Linked DNA regions of Mus musculus: region 2 is linked to region 1. The links are chromatin contacts, called in public Hi-C maps. All regions are on one chromosome and are shown on one strand. The core of a region is the stretch at or near the end of the contact, and the rest is flanking DNA. Distances in the headings are between cores, read along the strand shown.

The links. A called contact is a pair of places that touch in the nucleus more often than the background predicts.
Region 2: a contact with region 1 is called in a Hi-C map of stem cell-derived motor neurons, with 4 times the contacts expected there. The contact joins two enhancer-like sites. A contact is called at or near these places in 9 of 484 Hi-C or Micro-C datasets (the AML12 cell line, cerebellum, embryonic heart and 5 more), 1 of 115 datasets of contacts at active chromatin or transcription factors (stem cell-derived neural progenitor cells) and 2 of 9 other capture datasets (adipose tissue and pancreatic islet).

Annotation. Positions count from the first base shown.
Region 1 is chr2:136,910,277-136,914,868 of GRCm38.p6, reverse strand. All of the region lies in intron 2 of Slx4ip (SLX4 interacting protein), which reads right to left. Among named protein-coding and RNA genes, the nearest start is that of Slx4ip, 20 kb to the right of the region's middle. Within about 2 kb of position 2,103, at least 25 of the 459 cell types and tissues checked have an H3K27ac peak or open chromatin away from gene starts, as enhancers often do. A contact at or near this core is called in stem cell-derived motor neurons, where this site is marked.
Region 2 is chr2:137,072,092-137,076,683 of GRCm38.p6, reverse strand. It overlaps a transcript of Slx4ip not described here. Among named protein-coding and RNA genes, the nearest start is that of Jag1, 42 kb to the left of the region's middle. Within about 2 kb of position 2,778, at least 20 of the 459 cell types and tissues checked have an H3K27ac peak or open chromatin away from gene starts, as enhancers often do. A contact at or near this core is called in stem cell-derived motor neurons, where this site is marked.

The DNA of each region.
Region 1 (4,592 bases), core at 854-3,353:
AGATTCTTGACCCTAGAACAAAGCACCCAGCAGATAGCCTCTGCCAGTCTCAGAATAATTTCTCAAGGCCACTCTGGATAGTTCTGGTAGTTGTGATTGTTTTCACTGTAGTGTCCAGTGTGGTGTATCCTAGTAAGTATGTTGGGATGGAAGCAAGAGAAATACACGTGTGTATAACAGACTCTGGAGTACCTATATACACAACCAATGGGCAAGCAGACCAGAATTTAAGGTTCCGTGATAATCTGAGACTGAGCCATCCATTTTAACAGCAATTCAGTCGGCCTGCTTTCTTGGATCACAGTATCTAGAGAAGTTACCTTAGGAAACATAGAACAATGATGCCCTCTACAGCCTTTAGAGAGAATCCATACAGTTGGTGAAGGATCCTGAGTCTACCTTTCTAGTAAAGATTGTTTTAACACTAGAAGATAAAATAAAACACATACTTTGCATGTGCATCAGGAAAAACAAAATCATTATAAGAAAATAGTGTTACAGTTTAATGTTGAATGACATAGAAGTGAACTCTACATGTTGTCATTCTGTTATCTGTTTAAGAAGAATTAATTGGCTAACTGTTGGTGTGCTGTGGAAGTAGCTCAGAGGGTAAAATGCAAGCATGAGAATCTAACTTTGATCCAGAGAACTCACAAAGAAAAATTGAGAACATCTTTAATCTCCCCACTGTGGAGGCAGAGACCAGTGGATCCCTAGGACCTGCAGACCAGCCAGTCAAACCTGTTTGCTGAGTTCCAGGCCACTAAGACACCCTGTCTCAAAAGGTACAGGTGGATGCTAAGGAATGACACCCCAGGTTGGCCTCTGGCTACACATATGTGAACATGTGTACAATCAAGTACACACACATACAGCATGCATAAACAATTACAAATAAACAGAAGCTGCTTGTAAAAGAATTATTTTAAAAGTCACTAGGAACACCTATGGCAGAAATAGAGAAAGACAGAACTTTTAAGTAAAGGATATACCACAAATTGAAGATTACACATTACCTGTCCAGAAAAAGAAGTTATGAGGAAAAAACACAGAAGGAGTGGTACTGGTCACCTCGGTAATATCCTAGAGTATTCAGGTCCCGTGACATAAAAGAAACAGAGGAGAAGTCCTTCTCGGGGGTGTTCTAGGACAATGTGTGCAATGTGTGACAATAAGATGCACCTACTGGGCACTGAACATAAAGTAAGTATAATTAGCATAGGAATATTTGGTTTCTATATCAAAGAAAACAAGACTCATTCATCAGGCAAACCTGGAGCAGTCTGGCAAGTAGAAGAAAACATGAAACATTTTTCAGTTATAAAAAAAGGAAACAAAAACAGGTTTTATTCCAAGGAAACAGACTGTGACAGGGAGGCCTGAGAACTGACAGAGAACACTTGGTAAAAGAAGCTTTATTTCAAAACAAATACATCCTCTTGCTGCAAAGCCATCAATACCCACAGCAACTCTCCTATGGTGTAAGAAGGTACCCCAAACCTCCACAGCCATGATAGTTTGAGCTGGGTAATGTCAGAAAGCTGCTAGCAGTTTTGTTCCAGTTCCATCAAGTAAGCAGCACACACCTAGCTGCACACATTTCCCAATCTGGCAATGCAGCAACAGCAGTCTGCACACTCGGAGCACATTGCCAGCCACGGCACTACAGCCCAAAGCCTTCAAAAGAACAGAGCTCTCAAAAGAAACAGCTGAAGAGGTTGGGAAAGTGGTGAGTTTAAGACTCAGGAGAAGGAATACACTTATCCTTCTTAGGCTTTCAAAGTTAGGCAAAGACAAATATTGGAAAAGTGTTCTCAGGGATACAGGTCGCTCTCCTCTCAGCTGTATTTCTTATAAATACCAGGATTACTTGAAGTGCCTTTAATTGTTCTTTTGGAGCGCTTCACTTCAATCTTTCTTAACATCCAGAAGGTCAGTAAGTAGAACTCACCCTATATGGAAATACCTGCTGCAATCTTGTTTTCAATGCTTCATACCAGATCAATGCATCAACTTTCAAATAAGCAATGGTGACACAGTCAGTGGCGCATTCCCCTTTAGGTACACCAAAAACCTAGGACACAGGCTGTAAGTGATTCACAGAGGGAAGCTAGCAAGACAAAAGCCTGACAGCCAATCTCTATTCAGCTGTCTCTTTCTCTAGAAATGCAATGCATTGCTCTTCCCATTCGCTTTTACTATAACAAGGAAATCACATCAATATTTGAGCATATTTAACTTTTTCTGGTGTTCTACAAATGCAAAGACTGATGAAATGTTAGCTGAAATGTAGATCTCAGTATAAAACTAAAATTGCTACCAGGAGAAAGAAAAAGCATAAATAATAAAGATATAAAGAAAAATTTAAAATATAGTAAACTCATTTCCTTTTTATGCATTAATAAACATTTACACCTATTATATTTCAACTTTAGAAAACAACTCAGGCTTTTTACACCAGTACTTCCCCACAGACCCCAAAGAAAAAGTGGACAGTATGGACCAGCAAAAGGAGATGCTGTCAGCCTTCTACAGTGGTGGGAAGGGGCAAAGGGTCACTGCACATTCCCTGTAGAAGACAAAGCCAGATCCACATTCCAGGGAAATTTGGCTGGTCCAAGTTTTCCTTAAATACAGATTGGCCTGCCTGTCACTAAGCCAGGCTCTGTAATCTTCCCAGGCTGCCATTGCTAGGGAAGCCAGGAATCCCTTCTAATTAATCAACTCTCACAACAAAAATTTTCCCACCCACGAAACAGTAAGTGGTTGGGAGGGGAAGTGGGAAAGCAGTCTTCGTGGCCAAAAGAATCGTAGACTTTGCTGTAATACCGAACTAATCCAAGAAAACAGATGCAGGAAGCAGAGGAAATGATCTAGAGACAGACAATGAGCTTGGGGGCTTTCACTGTACTGCTCTTCTGGAGCCCAAGTTAAACATGTTAAATCTTAAAATGTAATTACTGGGAATGAAGCCTGGCAACATTTTACTCTTCTTAAAGCCAGGAATGGGACCCTGAACTTTTCCTGAGGCAGATATCAGATACATGATTGGACATTTTAAGCAATAATTTATTGTTCTGTTTCTTTTCTCGAACACTTTGTGTTTTAATGGACAAATATCTATGATTAATACTTGAGTGTTCATATCTGTTACTATTTGCTTTGGGCTTGCCTGATGCTTGTAGTAAGCGTTCAATGAAACCTTCATTAACTAACCTTGGGTTAATTCCATTGAATGCTTACTGTGACATGCTTTAAGCAGGTAAGAACATTTACAGCCATTTAGACCTATTCTGCCAGGGCCAGGAGTAACTCAAGTCTACAGCTCATCTGGCATGCATGAGACTTTGGATTTTAAGCACTGAAATGTATGTGTGTGTGTTGTGTGGTGTGGTGTGGTGTGTGTGTGTTTGTGTGTGTGTGTGTGTGTGTGTGTGTGTGTGTGATCCAATACAACTGTTACTAGCTACCGGCACCTACTGAGTATTTGATATTTGGCTAGTAGAAAGTGAGATGTGTTTCAAGAAATATTTACACACATATTATAAAATTAAAGCAATGTTATGTCTACTTTGTAGGCAGTGAGCTCTGCCTTTATTATAACTACTTAAACCAGCCCACTAAAGCTTAAGCAACCAGAGACAACTGATGACAAATAGAAGTGCCTGTGTACAAATAAAACTTTATTTTTTCTAAAACAAATGGCTGTCATACATGCTTTAGTTTGCTAACATCTGTCTAAACCTGACTTTTGTTTGATTCTAAAAGTTTATACAATTAGAAGTATTTTAAATACGGGGATGGGACAACGAATGATTTCAACTATGATAACTACAGATGCTTGGAGAGACGTGTCCCTGCTGCTACCATTTCTTCTAACTAGGAAGAGTCACTGCAGTGTAGGACAGACCTCCTTGCTGTAAACTACAGGGATGTAGACATCCAGAGATCATGAAAGCTGCTGTTTCAAGGACTCTCCTCTTTAGACATGGCTGCAGAGAGAGAGAGAAAGAGAGAGAGAGAGAGAGAGAGAGAGAGAGAGAGAGAGAGACAAAGAAAGACAGAGGGAAGTAGGGGGAAAAACACTCAGATGAGGAAAGACAGGAAAATAGTTTTCACTTTAAAAAGGAAAAGTTGCTTGTTAAAAAGTTAATTCGGGATAGCATTTGAAATGTATATAAAGAAAATATCTAATTAAAAAAAAAGTTAAATCCATGTTTAGGAAAGTTGTACAAGTAAACCACCCGAACACATACACAAACACACACACAAAATGGGCACACTATTTGGTACCTATTGAAAACATGATCTATTCAAGCTCCAATTATTTTTCAACCAAGGTGGTCAAAAGTAGATATATCCTTATGAAAACTCTGGATAAATTTAGTTCGTTAACATTTTTCTTTATTCACTGAGTTTCTGTATACTATGCAGACACTGATTAAAATGCCATAAGAAAAATAAGTCTAGAAGCCAGGTACGATAGTGCTCACCTTTAATCCTTGTATTCAAAGATAGGTAGGTGGAACTCTGAGTTCGAGGTCAGCCTGGTCTACAGAGCAAGTTCTAGGAGAGCCAAGAGTATACAGAGA
Region 2 (4,592 bases), core at 1,529-4,028, 160 kb before region 1:
AAAAGGGAGCAGGAAGGACAGATGGGAAAAGGGTCAGGTCTCATCATAGTCTCCTTTCTCCATCCATACCCGACCATCTCTAGCTCACTGTGAGTTCGAATTTGGACAATGTTGGCTGTAGTATAGTTACCAGGGAGGTTCTAAAATATTTCCACAAACACTTCTGCTTCCACGCTGGCCTGGTCCATGGTAAGACTGTTAATTTCACCCTCTTGGTGTTCAAGCTAGAATCTACGCTCAAAGTAAGAGTCTGGGGGCCCGGCTGCCTTTAAACCAGTAACAGCTCTCCCATCTTCATTTCTGGTTTCGAAGTTTCTCCCACTAGGACCTTAACTACAGTTTTTGTGCTTTGGGTTTGGACAGGCTTGGGGATTTCTAGAATTCATTGTGCCTCAGTTTCTTGGCCATGCAGCATTGAAAACACTACAGGAAAACAAAAATAGGCTGCTATTCGTCTTTCGACTGTAATGTGATAAGAGTATATTTTAAAAAATGAAGGTATTTGCTTAGATGAACACATTTCACAGAAGAACTTATAGGCTACAGGATCTAGTGGTGGGCCAAAAATCTGTGATGGCCTTCAAAGATTCCTGGGCCCTGCTAATTGACCAAATACTGATACAACAGTGATAGGTGTTTATAAATATAATGTCTCACTAGAACAGGAGTGTCCCCACTAATGAGGTGACTGGGCTCTTATGGTAGAGCCTCTAGGACATCCTTGGCCAGCTGGATGGTGGGCACCCTTGACCTGCTGTTGCAAGCAAGAAGGCTACAATGTAAGGAAGCTCAGGGATGGACTTTTGCCTGGTTGAGCCTTCAGATCAAATGTGACTAATATCCCAAACTTGAGCTTTGTGAAACAATGAACTAAGTTTCCAATAAGGTGTTGTAAATGATGAAGTAATAGATTTATGTGCTTTCAAGACTCTAAATCCATAGCAATTTGTTATATAGCAATGGAAAGCTACACATTCTGTTTGATAGTGACTAAACAATTCAGTGTCTGCTACCAGTGTGCAAAAAGAAAAGCCCATCCAAGACAAGAATGAACTATAGGACTTAAAACAAAAACCCCAACTTGGTGCACAATTAAATTCTACACAGTAGTGTGGTCTGCCTTTGACTGATGGATGCAGTTCTTCACCTTTCTCCCACTATAATCAGTGCCCAGTTTAGGTGCCTGGCCTTGGAGGACCTCAGAACACGGCATTGGATCAGTTTTCTATTGTTTTGAAAGAACCTGATGTTTGACTGTTTTATAGAGGTTTTCAGTAGATTGGGCACTTCGAACATGCTTTTTGTGATGGCTTTTCCCCAAAGAGCCTTTCTCAACACTTATTTTCCCTCCATGACTTCCACATTTATAGTGTTTCTCCCCCTGCTTCCTCACTGGATTGAGAATAGACTAAATGTCAAGACCAACCTTCTTCCCCACCTTGTCTTGCATTCATGTGCAAAGAAGCTGGTTTAGGTAGGCAGGCATAGCTGGTAGCAGAAGACTTAAGGGAATCTTGCAAGTTCAGAAAGATTCCTATAATACTATAGGGATCTGAGAGTAGACCCAACAAACATGCAAATCAAGAGCCCAATTCATGTACAACCGGGTTCAGGAGGCCATCAAATTTAGAAAGAAACGGGAAAGCATGCTGATTTGCTATTCATAGAACATAGATGGATGGACATTTTTGTCTTTAAGTCTTTCCCAAATTAAGATGCTTAGTTTCACAATAAATATCATAACAGCAGGTACTCTCCCCAGCCCCACTATACCTTTGTACAGAGAGAGAGCCTCTGGTCTCAGAGATAGTTTGAGCCAGGCAGAGCCCTTCTCACTGGTGAGCCACTGAGAAAGCCTTTCCATATGCCTCATCTGCATCTCCCACTGAGCAGAATGGCACAAGGAAAAAGCTCACCAGGGTAGCATTTTTCAGGGCAATATGTAAATAAACCCATGTTGCTGTTTCACAAGTTTCCAGCATCCTTGCTGAGGGCTTTTTCCAGGCTACTCCTCCTGGGATGTGTCCCAAATGCCCCAGCCTAGTCTTCCACATTCTGACTGTGGACAGCTCTGATTTACCAACTCACCTTCCTCTGACAAGAATGGATGAGCTGGGATAGGCCCTCCCAGGCACCCACAATGGGTTTGGGAAAGAATCCTCTGTGTTCTTCTCACCAGTCAGGCGTGTGAAGGAGGAACTAAAAAAGGTCTTCAGAGCCACTGGGTCTAGAAAAATTTCCAGTCAATCCATCAGCTGCCTCCCCTGGAGAAGGGGCTGTCAATCTGTCCACAGCTTAGGGGCAGGTGGAGAAAGGGTGTGAGTCGTTTTTTTTTTTTTTTTTTTTTTTTTTTTTTTTTTTTTTGAGGAGTTAGGGCTGTGTGTGCTTGTGTCTGGGCGGTGTGGTGTGTGTGTTGAGCAGAAACAGAGCAGGCGAAAGGGCGTGGGAGACTGGGGACTCCTTTAGAGAAGCGCCTCTGCCCTAAAGCAAGTCAAATCCCTGCTGTGGAGTTGCTTTCTCTTCCTCCCCTTTGAGTCTTCTGTGTTTTAGTGACCTCTCCCCCGTGGAGGTCAGTGATCAGCTCACCCTGACACACTCGGCCTTCTGGGCTTGATTGCTGTAGAGTCCCAGGAAAAGAAGCCTCCAGCTACTTTCTGAGAGAAACACTGTAGTAAATCTCCTGCAGGAACTGGTTTTCTTTTTAAAGAAACCACCCACAACACACACACAGGCACACGCACACAGGCATGCACATATGATATGGTGTCTGCAGGGTACTGTGCAGAAAGCGACAAACACAAAGCGTACATCATCACAGAGGCCTCTCACAGGCTACTTGAGCCTTTAATATAAATCAGGCTGGGTAATGAGTGAGGTTTTAAGAAACGTAACTGGACTTAAACTACAAGGTCAGTATCTCATCCGAGGTAATCCCCTGCAGGATGAGAAAGTCTCCCGATTTTCCCACAGGCTTATTTCACATGCGCTTCCTGAGCCAAACTGGTTTAAAAGCGTTCATTCTTCCGCTGCTCTGCCAAATGCTAGCTTGAGATTCACATGCACTTTTAGAGTGCCTATTAATGATATTAACGATCATGGATCAAAGGCAAACCCCAGAGGTTTATGTAGAAATTCCAGACAATTATTTAGGCACTTTGAAAGCTCATCTTCTAAAGGAGGGTAGCAGTACCTAGCTCAGTGTGGGGAATGATGTGTTCGGATGTGTAGGGTCTAATGCAGCAGAATAGAGGAGGCTCAAAGGTAAAGAAAACACATCTCTTTGATTAAAATGCATTACTATTGATTGACACCTTGTCCCTAAAGACTTCCTACTCATTTGTCTGAAAGTAGATGTAATTTCAGATTTGGAGAAAGCCTCACCCCCCCCCCTTTTTTTTAAAGGGCTATTCTTCTGGGTCAACTGTGTCTCCTTCAACATCCAGGATTTATATAAGTATACATACTCCATTTTGAAAAAGTAGTTCTTAACTATGGCATTTCATAAGAATCATTGTTTGAGGGGCTTTAAAAGTACTAGAATGCAGGCTCAGCTGACTCCAGGGAGTTAGACTGATTTACAAACTACATAGGAGATTCCAATGAGTGCCCACTCTAGGAAGCATTTCTAAACAGATGGGGAAATTAACACATGGGTGTGGTATGCTTATTTCAGTACTTAGAGGGCTATGGGTTATACTTAAAATACTAGACAATTTTGATAGATGGAGAAACGGAAGTTTAAGTTATGCTAAAACATACATAAAAATTAATTAATGGCAAGGTACCTCCTGGGCCCAGGGTTTGCAGCTTGTAGTACCTTGCTGTTACATCGTCCAGGCTCTCTAGTCTAGACCTCCACTCCACCCCACTCCCGGGAGGGTATCCTTTGTGTGGGAATTGGCACAGTGTACCAAGATGACCAAAACACTACGAAATGGGTTTCCAAATTTTCAGTCTTTGTTAGCGTTTCATGTACAGCTCTAATTACATTTCAGAATTGGCTGACTGGTACAGGGTCACCAGGGAAATCTACTTATAAGTGACCAGAGGTCCAAGCATCCAAGATATAAGGTGATATATATAGAGAGGTGGCCCAGAACTTCAATCAGTCTTGAACAAAGACTAGATGCTCACACATGTAAATGAGTTCACTTGGGGAATGTCAGGGTTCTCTTGAAGGTGTCAAGACCATGTCAAGACACTCCCTCCCTCCAGGTCTACTGAAACTCAGACAGACATTGGGAACAAACTCATACAGTCCAGACCTTAAGGGTCAAATTTAATCTTAATGTTTCTCATTAGGTTTTCAAAACCTAAATCTTAAGGGTCAGTGGTTCAAATAGTTCCTTTATCTAACGTAACAAGATTTCCAAAACCCAAGAAATGCTCCTGGGAGGAAGGACATTCTTATAAGCTGAGCATAATTAAAAAATAACATGTTCAGAACAGGGTACTTTGGATATATATTCTTTGAACTTAATTCAGTTGTTTTTAAAGCTCTCTCTCTCTGTCTCTGTCTCTCTCTCTGTCTCTGTCTGCCTCTCTCTCTCTCTGTCTCTCTCTCTCTGTCTCTCTCTCTCTCTCTGTCTCTC